Linked DNA regions of Sus scrofa: region 1 is linked to region 2. The links are chromatin contacts, called in public HiChIP or PLAC-seq maps. All regions are on one chromosome and are shown on one strand. The core of a region is the stretch at or near the end of the contact, and the rest is flanking DNA. Distances in the headings are between cores, read along the strand shown. Region 1 overlaps LOC106504276 (a long non-coding RNA gene). Region 2 overlaps ZNF217 (zinc finger protein 217).

The links. HiChIP or PLAC-seq counts read pairs in DNA pulled down with a chosen protein or histone mark.
Region 1: a contact with region 2 is called in an H3K27ac HiChIP or PLAC-seq map of alveolar macrophages. The contact joins two enhancer-like sites. A contact is called at or near these places in 12 of 47 Hi-C or Micro-C datasets (alveolar macrophages, embryonic fibroblasts, epiblast stem cells and 7 more) and 2 of 2 datasets of contacts at active chromatin or transcription factors (alveolar macrophages and skeletal muscle).

What each region holds. Positions count from the first base shown.
Region 1 is chr17:54,882,210-54,884,909 of Sscrofa11.1, forward strand. All of the region lies in intron 1 of LOC106504276 (a long non-coding RNA gene), which reads right to left. Among named protein-coding and RNA genes, the nearest start is that of BCAS1, 140 kb to the right of the region's middle. Within about 2 kb of position 1,437, at least 33 of the 83 cell types and tissues checked have an H3K27ac peak or open chromatin away from gene starts, as enhancers often do. A contact at or near this core is called in alveolar macrophages, embryonic fibroblasts and skeletal muscle, where this site is marked.
Region 2 is chr17:54,614,639-54,617,338 of Sscrofa11.1, forward strand. It overlaps ZNF217 (zinc finger protein 217), which reads right to left. Exons shown (of 6, transcript NM_001123217.1): 3 at 1-20. Among named protein-coding and RNA genes, the nearest start is that of ZNF217, 16 kb to the right of the region's middle. Within about 2 kb of position 1,348, at least 22 of the 83 cell types and tissues checked have an H3K27ac peak or open chromatin away from gene starts, as enhancers often do. A contact at or near this core is called in alveolar macrophages, embryonic fibroblasts and skeletal muscle, where this site is marked.

The DNA of each region.
Region 1 (2,700 bases), core at 187-2,686, 270 kb after region 2:
GAGTGAGTGGCATCACTCGATGATCCAACACTGCCCTGGGCACAAATGGCTCTGACCTCCCTGTCAGTGATGCTCGGGCTCTGGGGCTGAGTGGTGGGCGGGGGTGGGGTGGGGTGGGTTGGGGGGTCAATTCCTAGCTCTGCCGCTATAGCCATGTCACCCTGAGCCAGTACTTGGCATTCCTCGGCCTCGGTGTCCTCATCTGTAAACTGGGGGTAGTCGTCTTTCCTAATTCATAGTGTCTTTGCGAGGATTACAGGTCAGGCCTCTAAAATCTATATGCATCAAGTGCTCGGCCCCTAAGGAAGGTTTACTGCATGGCCAGTTTTTTTTCTTTTTTCCCTTCTCTGTTGCAGTGGTGTTTTTTGTTTTGTTTCGAGAAACGGCATTGTCCAGCTCACTGTTTCTCTGTTGTCATTTGCGTATTACTTTGGATTTTTGCCATATCTGTTACCACCTACACTATTTTTCATGGAATGTACATTAACCGACTTCTTTTTTTTTGCCACACCCACCGCATGGGGAAGTTCCTGTTGCAGAGATCAAATCCGTGCCACAGCAGTGACAACTGAATCCTTGGCCTAATAAGTCATCAGGGAACTCTGACATGTACTGACTCACACAAAAAACAAAACCCTTAAACATTAAAACTCGCAAACACGAGCAGTCCAATCATGGTTCTGATGAACGAGTGCCTGGCACATGCTACGTTGGCTATAATGAGAGCCATTGGCACCATCACCACGGCTGCTGAATGACGGTCCGTGTGGCCCCATTTCATCCCTTTCTTGTAGAATCAAGTCTCCTGTGTTCCCTCCGCTGAATGAGGTCACATCTTCATTCTTGCATGAGCTCATGGACGTGTTCTCAGAGTGGCTGGCTTGACTAGAAATTTTATGCCTAATACCAGGGGATTTTTTTTCCCCCCTGTTAAATAACTTGGGCTCTGACAGATCACAAGGAAGTGGTTACTCAGAAGGGAGTGCTCCCGCCTGATTAGAGGGAGGAATGGAAATTCCCTTTCTTTGCCTAAAATAACTGGAACTAGAACTCGACAATATGAGCTTTGTCCAGGCTTGAAACCATATCCTTTCCAAGTGCATTTTAAACGGAAATACTTACCAATATACGGTGGTAGTTCTCACTGACAGGCTAGAAAAACTTCAGTCATGCTGTGTTCATTTCAGAAAGGGTCACTGTAGGAACCACGAGTCCCAGAGGAGTGAAGTCTAAGTGTGTGGACGTGGTAATGCTGGATTCACCTGACTTCCCTCTGTCCCTTGTCCTCTGTGGGTTTTGTTTTGTTTTGTTTTTCTTACCACATGCACACAGAATCAAATTCTGGAAATAGACAAGCACATCTGTTCGTGACAACCTTCTCCCAGACACTCCCGAGCAGAGGCTGAGGAAGTGAGAGAAGGAAATGCCCAGATGCTTCTAGTGGAGCAGAGTTCAGCGTGGCTGAGTCAGGACGGAATCCCATGCCTGGAGCTGGGTCAGAAGGTCCATAATGAGAGCGAGGGCAGGTGTTCAGCCTGGTCCCGACTCAGGATGGAAAGATCTGGCATTTGGTTTGGATGAATAGACTAACCCACAAGTGTGCTTTCTGACTATTGGAAACTTAGAAAATAGATTGGTGGGAGCTCCAGAACCACTTCACTCTCTGTTTTTTAAACATTTGATTGTCATTTACCAAAACGCATTTAAGGCTAAGAGGAGGAGGGCCAGGAATGGAAGTGGGAAGTTCTAAGTCGGATTTTTTTCTTTTTTGGCGCCATGAGATTTTGTTGTTGCCGGCGTGTTAGCCAGTGTTAAGATGTTCTCAAGGCCTCAAGTCTACCGTGGATGTGGATAATTGATGACGATGAAGCATCCATGTCAGGGGAAATTTCCCTCTAAAAGAAGGAGGTAGAGCGTACAGGTCGTGTTGACTCGCTTTTCCTGGCTGAGGGCTCTGTCTGTCGGCCCTGTTTCAGGAGGAAACATCCAGGGCAGGGACTGGCTCCACCCACAGATTGAGGCTCAAGGCTTTTGGCCTTTAGCAGAGTGGCAGGTGGGACTTCACTTTCCCTCAAGCCTTTTCTCTTTTTCCTCTCCTCTTATATCCTTCTCGTCAAGGCAGAGAAGTTGCATCTTTCTGCTCATTGAATATATATTATATGTTACTTGAACTCCGTGATCCAAGTTGGCCCAGGGTTGTCATAGGAGGCAGAAAATAACATTTGCCATGCTGGTGACAGTCCCTTCAACTCTTGGGAGAGCTGGAGCTGGGAGGTCATGCCTGCCCTTCCCATAGGAAGGGAGAGCCCTCCTGTTCCTTGGTGTGTAAACATAGTTTACAGATTCATAGTGGGTTTTGTGTGTGCGTGTGTTTGCCTTTTCTAGGGCCGCTTCTGTGGCATATGGAGGTTCCCAGGCTAGGCGTCCAATTGGAGCTGTAGCCGCCAGCCTACACCAGGGCCACAGCAGCACGGGATCTGAGCCTCGTCTTCGACCTACACCACGGCTCATGGCAATGCTGGATCCTTAACCCACTGAGCAAGGCCAGGGATCGAACCGGCAACCTCATGGTTCCTAGTCGGATTCTCTAACCACTGAGCCATGATGGGAACTCTGATTCATAGTGTTTTCTTAGACCGTGATTCCTAAAGGTAAGCCAAGGATTGTGTCTGGTGTTCAAAGAAATAGTCGCCTCTGTAT
Region 2 (2,700 bases), core at 98-2,597:
TCCTCCATCATCATTTTTATCTTAAAATAGAAACAAAAATATTCATATAAGAAGACAGCTCTAATATGTGAAAAGGGCAAGCTGACTTAAATATTCATGAGAGGTACCACCCTCATACCTGTCAGTATGGCCATCGTTAACAAGTCAACAAACAAAAAATGCTAGAGAGGGTGGAGAGAAAAGGGAACCCTCCTACACTGTTGGTGGGAATATAAACTGGTACAACCACTATGGAAAACAGTATGGAGGTACCTCAGAAAATTAAATACAGAACTACCAAAGGACACAGCATTTCCACTCTTGGGCATCTATCTGGACAAAACTTTCCTTGAAAAAGACACATGCACCTGTATGTTCACTGCATCACTATTGACAATAGCCAAGACATGGTAACAACCTAAATGTCCATCGACAGATGAATAGATTAAGAAGATGTGGTACATATACGCAATGAAATACTACTCAGCCATAAAAAAGAACAAATAATGCCAACTGCAGTAATACAGATGGAACTAGAGACTCTCGTACTAAGTGAAGTCAGTCAGAAGAGAAAGACAAATATCATATGATATCGCTTATATCTGGAATCTAATATACAGCACAAACAAACCTTTCCACAGAAAAGAAGCTCATGGACTTGGAGAATAGACTTGTGGTTGCCAAGGGGGAGAGGGAGGGAGTGGGATGGACTGGGAATCTGGGGTTAATAGATGCAAACTATTGCCTTTGGAGTGGATAAGCAATGAGATCCTGCTGTATGGCACTGGCAACTATATCCCGTCACTTAAGATGGAGCAGGATGGAGGATAATGTGAGAAAAAGGATGTGTGTATATATATATATGCATGACCGGTTCACCTTGCTGTACAGCAGAAACTGACAGAACACTATAAACCAACTCTAATGGAAAAAATAAAAATCATAAAATTTTAAAAAAAGAAAAACATTCATGATAGAAACATTTTTTGGAAAGTACAAAATAATTTTTATGTTAGGTGTTGGGGTAAACGAGAAAGGCTAAAAACACGCCAGATGTTGTTCTGAGGTTGCCTGTAGTTATCACAGTATGTGTGAGTCAGGTTTTTTTTTTTTTCTGAGCATAGCAGAGTTCACTGTTAAAGATTCAGTTCTTCATGTGCTTGATCACACAGACTGAGAGGCACGAACAGTTTCCTGTTCTCCCAACAAGTCTGAGACAAGCAGAATCTGGCAAACTCAAGCAGGACCTGCATACGGGCTGGACTAACCAGCCTCTCCAGAACAGGGGTTTAGAAAACTGCGCCAATACAACTCACCAACTTTCCCACCCACCAGAGGAAGGTTTTCATCTTAAGCTGAGGCAAGTCACCACTAGAGGGTAGCAAGCACAGCTTAATCTTTACGGAAAATTAAAAGTTCGATCCTGGGCAAACACCTAGGAAAGTTTGTCAAAATCGAGCGCTGCTTTGGAAAGCAGACTGTATGGTCCACAAGCACACACGTGGGCAAAATGGACCTGTAGAATTAAAATCTGTCCCCGCATGACAAAGTCAAGTTAATCTTCACTCTGCAGGGTGATCGAGACAGTGTAGCCGGTGTGCAAGGAAGTAAATAAAGGCCCACTGGGAACACCAAGGAAAGGAATAGACTGTACTTCCCACACCAGCCCTCCCTGACCTCAGAGATGCTGCAGTTCAGCATCCGCTCAGCCAAATACGAGCACTTCAGTCCTAGTGGCCCTCCTCCTACTGTCGGCCACATTACATACATTACAACAGCCTTACAACAGAAGTCAGGTCATTTCTTTAAATTTACCATAACTGGTCATTTTGCCTTGAAAAACTATAATTTCCAACCAAATGGCCTCTTCCTGGCTCCTTCCGCATTCTGCAGTCTAGATTTACAGATTTACTGATTTTAAAAAGCAGCTTATAAGCAAACCACAGTGAGCCTCCAGCTACAATTAATACAGGACTGTTTAATCTGTGGCCCCTAAACTTCCCTGAGGACAACGTATCCACCTCTAAACCTCTAAACTCCAAGCAGCAGAGGCAGCCCTTGGTCTAAAAAGGTGTCATGCATTGTTAACCAACTATATTTCAATAAAATGAAAAGGAAAAATAAAATAAAAAGCTGTCATGAAGACTTTAAAAAATAATTGACATCAAAACTACTACGAAACCTTGTATTTATAAACACTGAAAAGAATAAAAATATATTTTGCTTTTTCATCTTCTTTAAAATAAACCTAAAGAAAGCCAGATTGACAGTAAATAACAATAAGGTAACCCTAGAGCAGCTCACATCATAACATGACTTCAGGAAAATCCATATCCTAACGCAGAATGCCCAGCTCTCTTTCTCACAATCCCTCCCAAGCAGCTGAGTCTGTAACTGGACTTGCACTTCCTTGCAATTTCCTACTTCCAACTATGTGTCAGGATTCATGATATGTTGCATCATATCCAAAAGGTTATGAAATGCCTTTATTCTAACACGAAGGACATGAAATGTCCACATCTACCTGCTTCCTGCTCCTAAGCATCACCTTTGACTTTGTTGTGCTGTCCTCCAAAGGACTTTTTATAAATAGGCAGTTGAAATCATCCTTGGGTGGTGGAAGACAAGGGTCGATGAACCAATCTCACAAACAGGAAAATCAGGCAAAGAAAGGTTAAGCAACACGTAATGGGTCACAGAACAATACCCTGGTAGAACCAG